Regions from separate parts of the Sus scrofa genome. Here region 1 is linked to region 2. A link is a contact called in public HiChIP or PLAC-seq data. All regions are on one chromosome and are shown on one strand. The core of a region is the stretch at or near the end of the contact, and the rest is flanking DNA. Distances in the headings are between cores, read along the strand shown.

Region 1 (3,821 bases), core at 1,009-3,508, 1.1 Mb after region 2:
ATCTACGAAGTACGGGCCCGTACAGCTGAGGTGTGAGTGAGCTGCCTACTGAGAGGGCTCAGCTTGGCGGCAGCAACATGGAGTGACCTCGCTGTCAGGAAGGCCTGGAAGAGGAGGGGACAGAGCCCTGGCCAGGTGACTCAGGAGGTCAGCGACCAGGTTGCAAACACAGGTGCCTCATTTTGGGTGCTCAAAGCAGGAATCGGGGTGCATTTCATTCAGAGTCTTCTCCGTTCCATTGGGTTATTGATCACCAGTTATACCTGTAATTTTTGAAAAAATGATTGCTTTCATCACATATTTTAAAGGTAGCAGAGCAGGGAGTTCCTGTCATGGCTCAGTGGTTAACAAACCCAACTAGTATCCATGAGGATGCGGATTCGATCTCTGGCGTTGCTCAGTGGGTTAAGGATCCTGTGTTGCCTTGAGAGGTGGTCACAGACGTGGCTCAGATCTGGTGTGGCTGTGGCTGTGGCGTAGGCCGGCAGCTGCAGCTCTGATTAGACCCCTAGCCTGGGAACGTCCATATGCCGCAGGTGTGGCCCTAAAAAGACAATAAAAGAAAATAAAAATAAAAGTAGCATAGCAGAAAAATACAGTCCTTGAACATCTTAACCTAAGCTGAGAAATTTACTGCCAGCATGCTAATCAGGTCACCACTTCACCTTTCTGAGCCCAGTTCCTCATTTGAAAGGCGGACCTGGTCACAGCATGCACAGAGGACACCAAGAGTGAGGGCAATGACTGGGGAAGTGGCAGCACCTTGAGCACCAGATCTCTGTTTCTACAGGAGACTCAGGATTTAGCTGAACCTTGATGAGAATCAGAAAATCAGAAGATACAATCATTGTTGATACTTTGTTTTCAAGAGGTGTTGATAATTTAAACATCTTATTTCATCCTCAAATTCTCTTCACCACTGGGAGACTTTGGGAAGGGGAAGCAACACAAAACAAGAGTGAGTCTCCAGAGCTGTCGTTTTTAATCCAACTCAGTACATTTACTGTGTGTCTCTCATATGGTCTCCCTACACCAGGGTGGGTGTAGGGAGGAAAGAAGGCTTTCCATGTGATTTCCCGTATTTTCAGCAGATGTGTGTGAATCATGGGTGATTCCCAAGTGCTGGGGATACAGGAGTGACAGGCACATTCCCAAGTGCTGGGGATACAGGAGTGACAGGACCACATTCTCCTCCCATGCTGCTAACATTTTAATCAGAGGACACAGAAAATAGCTAAAACAAACCCATGAAAATACAAAGTGTCCAGCGGTGATAAGTTCAGGAAAGAAAGAAGATTCAGGGTGAGATCAGGGGAGGGCAGGCTGTAGGGACACGTGAGCATTAGGCTGGCCTGGGGTCAGGTCTGCATCTACTCTTCACACCTGAGGTCGGAGCTCAAGCAGGTAGTTTCAGCTGGTGGATGTGGAGCCCCGGGCTCTCTGAGTCAGGCCTGGAGAGGGTGCTCCTGGCTGTCTGGATCCTGGCACCTACACCCACTAGTGAACTCTAGGACCCCAGCGGCACCTCGCGGGTGCCCTGCACATGGGCTATGGGCTACCCCAGGGGGGCTGGCAAGGCCTGACTGCACCGCCCACAGTACGCGCTTCACAAGCTGTCAAACAGCTAAGGCCTTTTTTACACTCTGCAGACAGGTGAGCCACGCAGCCTGCTCCGGGTGCTAATGCGGAATCCTCCCACCGTACCAGCCGGCGTTGTGATCCTTTCCGGTTCACAAATGCGGATTCTGAGCGCAGGGTTGGCGTGGTGGGAGCAAGGCTGACAGGGGCAGGAAGCGAAACTGCACCTGAGGCTCGTTCCGTGGCCCTGGGCTGGCCTCTGCAGAGGTGCGGGCTGGGTTGGACCAATGTCACCGCCGGGAAAGGGCGGCCTCCCGCGGACCTTGGCAGCCGAGCTTTCAGGGGGCTCCGTGGGGTCTCCTAGGGTCCTCCGCAGGGTCGTCCCCGCGGGCGGTGAGTTCAGAGGCGTCGCCGAACCTGGGGGCCCCGGGACCCCCGCGAGCTCTGGGTGGACTCGGAAGACTCCTTCCTGGTTTAGCACCGCTCCGGAAGGGTCGACCTGGGACGGGAGGGGTAAGTCCCGGGCCAGCTCACGGTACAGGCCAGTGAGGAGGGGCGGCGAGTGCAGATCCGGCCCCCCTCCCACAGTACAGCCCGCGCCCCCCCCGGTATGGTACAGCCCACTCCCCCCCCCGCGGCTGCGCCCTTGGTAGCGTCCGGCCGCGGTGCGTTTTTCCCCATCCCGAATGCGCATGCGCGGCGGCTTGGGCGCGGGTCGTGACCCATCTTTGTGCAGGTGGACGCTGGGCGCTGGTGGGTGTGTGAGTCTTGTCTGCTCCTCATCTTGGACCGCAGAACCCCGCGTCCTCGCGCGGAGGAGCCCCGCGTGACCACGTCTGGCCTGCGGTGCTTGGAGGCCTGGGCTGACTGTGGGCCGTGGACCGGTCCGGCCGCCCGGTCCGCAGGTGAGCGGGGCAGGGGGCGGGTCACGCCGTCTGCAGGTGAGCCGGGCAGGTTCAGGTCGGTCTGGCGCTCCGTCGACAGGTGAGCGGTGGAGCAGAGGCCAGTTCCGCCCGTGTACCGATGAGCCGCGTGGGGGCTCGATCCGAGCGGAGTGGGAGCCAGTCCGGGCCCCGGTAGCAGGGGTGCAGCCGGCTGGTCCACCTGGGAGCTCAGCCCCTTCCGAGAGTCCAGGTCTTGCACGCTGAGGGACTGGTCAACGAGCGTCTTATCCCTGATTATTAGAGCTGAGCAGTAAGTTCCTGGGGTGACTTCAGAGATGTTCACTGCAGAGTGGTCTGTGCACAGACTCCCTCGAGAAGAGGGTTTACAAGAGAACTGTGAACATCATGCTGAAAAGAATTAGGCGAAAGGCAGCGTGTATGTTTTTCATGAAGAAGAAAAAAAACGTAAAAGCTCACATTTGGCAAGAGGATTGACCCAGCACCCCGCCCCCCCAATATAGTAATAGTGTTTAGAGCTGGGTAGGAGGATTACTAGGTTTGAATTTTGTATTTTTATGCTGGTTTATATTTTCTGAATTTTGTTTATTGAGCATGTTGTTTCTTTAATCTTGGAAAAAATCTTTTTGAACTGACGAAGTGTAACTCTCAAAATGTTAGAAACATCTGTCCAGCTGATAAGGAGCACATGTCAGTTTGCATTATCTGACTGAGCAGGGATGCCACTGGAGAGCAATGAGCCACAGCCTTTGGGATTTTACCTTCTTTGGGCCAAGAGGAGAGCTTTTGTGTCTTGTCAGTGTTGCCAGGTTAACCTCATAGACTGAAGTCTGGGCCTGTCTCACTGTTGTCTCTCCTGGAAAGTCAAGTGAACCCTCAGGGGTTTGTAAGCAGCAATTCAGCATGACATAAAACAGCATGAGTTCTCCTCTTTTTTGGGCAATATTTCCAACTTTTGTATCAGTTTAGCCACCAGTGATCAGAAGGTGCTCATAGATGCTTCTTTGTCAGAGCTGGGGGGCCCTGGTGGCCAGGGTCACATCCTGGGGACCCTACTGCCTGGCTACTGTAGTGCCGGGGCTGACACTCTAATAAATTTCAAAAAAATCGCCTGGTCTGGTGCAATAGAAGCCACTAAACCTTATACAAAAAAGAATGAGAGGAAGTTTTTGTAAATAGATCTTATAGAAAATGGGACGTGGGGAGTCAGGGGACAAGGCCTCCCCCCCCGCCCCCCAGGGAATCACCTCCCTCATGGCCACAGTTCCTCTACCTCGACCTCCGAGGTACTGGGATGGTGAGCTTCGAAGCCACCAGGATTGAAGGAACAGCGTCATCAGT
Region 2 (3,912 bases), core at 17-2,516:
CTACATAACCTAAATCTCCAACCTTTTTTAGTAATATCATTTATAAATTAAAATTTTAACTTACATGTAAACTTAATATGGTCTCTCTTATGAAAAAAAGGCTGGAAGAGGTTAGAGATGACTTATTCACTCTCATTTCCTGCAAATAAAACCCTTTATTCTCATTTAAAGTTTTAAACCCTGGCAGAGTGGCTCCAGCCTGGAAAGAAGAAAATACAGAAGGAGGCAAAAGAAATAAATAGTTACTGAATATTTTAAAAAATTTGGTTACTAGTCTCCTTACTGGTTTTACTTACCAACTAACATAAAATCTATTCAACCCAGTACACCATACTGTTTTAACAGACATCTTGCTGGTAGGAAAAAAGAGATCTCTATTCTCTCATATTCACTGCTAGCACTTTAACAACAAAGTACTAAGTGGGCTTACGGTATATAGAGAATTCCCAGAAATACAGAGCCTGTAGTAAACGAATTGAAAAGATTCAAGAGACATAAACACAAAACAAAATGCATACTAATTCTATCCACACAATAATGAGTTTTGTTCAGTTATACAGAGAGGAGAGAGAAGGATTTTAGTGACTTTATAAAAGTTAGGAAATGAAACAAGCCTTGTTCAAAACGTTACAGCGACATCTAAGGCTTGTTCAACAGTGTTAATATCTTCGCAGCAGCTGAAAAAATCTTCTAAAACTACAAAATGAAAGCATTTTAATGAACTTAATGAACATGCGCCCTCGACAGGGCCAGGCCAGGTTTCCTTGGGATTCACTGGCAACCCAATTCACAGTGGTATTCCTTGATACAGGTTACGGGAAAACTACTTCCATCTCAGAACACGCGTGGCTCAGAGTCCCCAGGGAAAAGAAAGGCGCCCCTGAAAGATCCTTCCCGACCCAAGATGGGCAGGCTTGCCCAGCTCGCCCCTTCGCGCTTGCCTGAAAGGAAGAAAGTTGGCAGGCCCGCCGCGCAGCTTCCCTTTTCCTATCCGGCCCCGGTCACCTCCGTTCACACCCCTACACAGGCCGCCCGGGTCACTCTGTCCTGAGCTCGCGCGGCCACAGCCTTCGTTGCTGTCCCGTAGGAGGTGCGAGCATCCGGGGCTGCAGCCGTGCACGCCGCTTCCTCCATGGGGAAATGCCGAGAGGAACTTGCCCCGGACGACCTCCGGCACCCACCGCCGCCACAGGGGGCCAAGGGGCGCAGCAGAGGAGAACCTGGGCGCGGCCGAATGACGAAAGCGGCGGCGCGCGCACGCTCAGTGCACGGCAAAGGCTCCGCCTGCGGCGCGCTCTCCGATCTTGTTCCGGTCTCTTTTCCAAGTCCTGGTTGGTGGAGAGCAGGGGGCGGGCCGAAGGGTGTCGGAAGCAGTGTTTTGCAATGTATTGTTTGCCGACCAAAATATCGAAAGGAAGGTACAGTGTGCAGAGAATTCCCACGTGCGGTTAGAGAGTGCCGTGAGTTCCCACGTGTGAAGCTGCGTTTTACGCGGTGTCCCTAGAGATTCCTTAGGGAAAGATTCTCCGAGAGTGCAAGGGAAAGGACTAGCGCCGCGCCAAGAGGCCCGGGCGGGTTGGGGGACGCGGAGGGGCGAGACCAAGTGCTGGTGGCGGGGCGGGCTCAGGGTAAGGCCCTTTCTTCCCCAATGTTAAATAACCGAATACGGGAATAAATGCGTTCTTTGGTCGAGTTTGTGGTTTGGCAAAATTCGGTCTCCCGACCCATGGAGCAGAGATTTATTTTTCATTAGATGCATGGGAAACCCACTGTTAAGCTGTCCCGCCTTAGCTCCTCCTGCAACAGAGAAATTTCTTGGAATCTATCATCATGGTTTCCTTGGAAGAGGACAGAGACGGAGAGGTCATTTATAAGAAGCCTGGTGGAGCAACTAGCTAAATCTGGAGTGAGACCTGCTAATAAACCAATAACACCTTGGTTACAGTTGCAAAAGTCTTCTAGGGATGTTCTTTCAGTTTTTGACTAGATGCAAAAGCACTATTATACCAAATTTAAGTTATTTTGGGTGGGAATATTCCTAAAATGAATTCTGTGCCTATTTAGGCAGAAAATGCCCAATATAATTTGCTCTTTTCAGACTACAGTCCCATTGGACTGTTATGTTCTAGATTACGCAGCCCCTGACCACTCTGGTTTTGGTAACTATGCAGCTTCTAATTTAAAAGCTTTTAATCTTCTGTGAACTTGACAAACAGGAAACTGCTTTTTAGAACTGGCTCAGATGAATTTTTTTGCTTGCTTTTTGGTCTTAACTGAATTCTAGTTAAATGACATTGTCAAATAAAGAATTATATTAACTAATCTTTTAAAAATATTTTATATTTTGCCGTTGGTTTGTTCAAATCTGTGTTCAAACAAGGCCCATACTGGTTTGTTTTTGTTTTTGTTTTGGTCATTTTAGGGCCGCACTCACAGCCCATATGGAGGTTCCCAGGCTAGGAATTGAATTGGAGCTGTAGCTGCTGGCCTATGCCACAGCCACACCAGATCAGAGCCACATCTGCAACCTATACCACAGCTTACAGCAGCACTGGATCCTTAACCCACTGAGCGAGGCCAGGGATCGAACCTGCATCCTGATGGATGCTGCTCAGATTGTTTTCCGCTTAGCCAGGACGGGAACTCCTGTACTGACTATTGAAAGATAGTTTGCAAGTTGGTAACTATGACGTGGTAGATTGAAAAAATGGCTCTGATTCTCTACCTATCCATGTGCCCACACATTTTGCAGAATGGCTTTGCACTTCCATATCATCTCCTGATTCTGGCCTTGGGACTGTCTTTGGTCAAGAAAATGTGGTGGTTCCCAGCCTAAACCATGATGAGAAGAAGCTTGGACTGTTTGCTAGAGGAGGAGATCAGGTGGAGTAGAGCAACTTGCAAAGCCACCTAGCTTCATTGAGACCAAGGATTGGAGCCTAGTTGGTTGAGGACCACAAAACTGCACAATGACCCACAGACATATGAGAATGAATAAAGGAATCTTGTATTAAGCCACTCTTTGATATGTATTGCTGTGTAACAATAACTAATCCCAACAGTGCCTCTAGGAAGCAGATGACTGTAATGAAAGTAGTGGTCGAGTCATAAGAATGCTTAGAAATTATGTTGACTTAACAAATTAATTTGCTTGTAGCTCTTTTCTGCCAGTATTCTAATCATACCAGCTAAACCCTGCCTCATCTAATCATCCTTCTCTCATCATTGTAGTTCACAGACTCATCTCACATTGATTATCTGGACTCCTCCCACATCTGACCCTTACTGTCATATTGCACAGTGTATTGTTTTTATAAGTGTATATAATTCCTTGCTAAAGTAATGCAAGCTCCTTAAATGCCCAGTTTACTTCTCCAGCACATAATGTTGCAGATCTTAAACACCAGGAGCATTCAAGCATTGATCATGAGATTTTTTTTTTTTTTTTTTTTTTTGTCTTTTTTGCCATTTCTTGGGCCGCTCTCGCGGCATATGGAGGTTCCCAGGCTAGGGGTCTAATCGGAGCTGTAGCTGCCAGCCTACGCTAGAGCCACAGCAACGTGGGATCCAAGCTGCATCTGCAACCTACACCACAGTTAATGGCAACGCCGGATCGTTAACCCACTGAGCAATGCCAGGGATCAAACCCGAAACCTCATGGTTCCTAGTCGGATTTGTTAACCACTACGCCATGACAGGAACTCCATGAGATGTTTTTAAACTTAAAAATTGAATGCCTTTTCATATACTGCTCTTAGGATTGTAAAATGGTACAAGCTCCTTGTAAGCAGTTTCTTAAAAAGTTAAACATATACAACCATATGACCCAGCTGTTCTAGGTATTTTTATCCAAGAAAAGAGAGATACCAGGAAAGCATATCCCATTAAAAGATAAAATATAAATGAATGTAA

The links. HiChIP or PLAC-seq counts read pairs in DNA pulled down with a chosen protein or histone mark.
Region 1: an H3K27ac HiChIP or PLAC-seq map of alveolar macrophages shows a contact between it and region 2. The contact joins the promoter of CLN8 here to the promoter of NIPA2 in region 2. A contact is called at or near these places in 2 of 5 promoter capture datasets (fetal liver and liver) and 1 of 2 datasets of contacts at active chromatin or transcription factors (alveolar macrophages).

Annotation. Positions count from the first base shown.
Region 1 is chr15:33,286,037-33,289,857 of Sscrofa11.1, forward strand. It overlaps CLN8 (CLN8, transmembrane ER and ERGIC protein), which reads left to right and starts at 2,259. Exons shown (of 3, transcript NM_001244565.1): 1 at 2,259-2,483. LOC110257074 (splicing factor, proline- and glutamine-rich-like) reads right to left here and starts at 2,292. Exons shown (of 2, transcript XM_021075674.1): 1 at 1,806-2,292. The coding sequence starts at 2,272.
Region 2 is chr15:32,201,100-32,205,011 of Sscrofa11.1, forward strand. It overlaps NIPA2 (magnesium transporter NIPA2), which reads right to left and starts at 1,267. Exons shown (of 7, transcript XM_021075602.1): 1 at 942-1,267.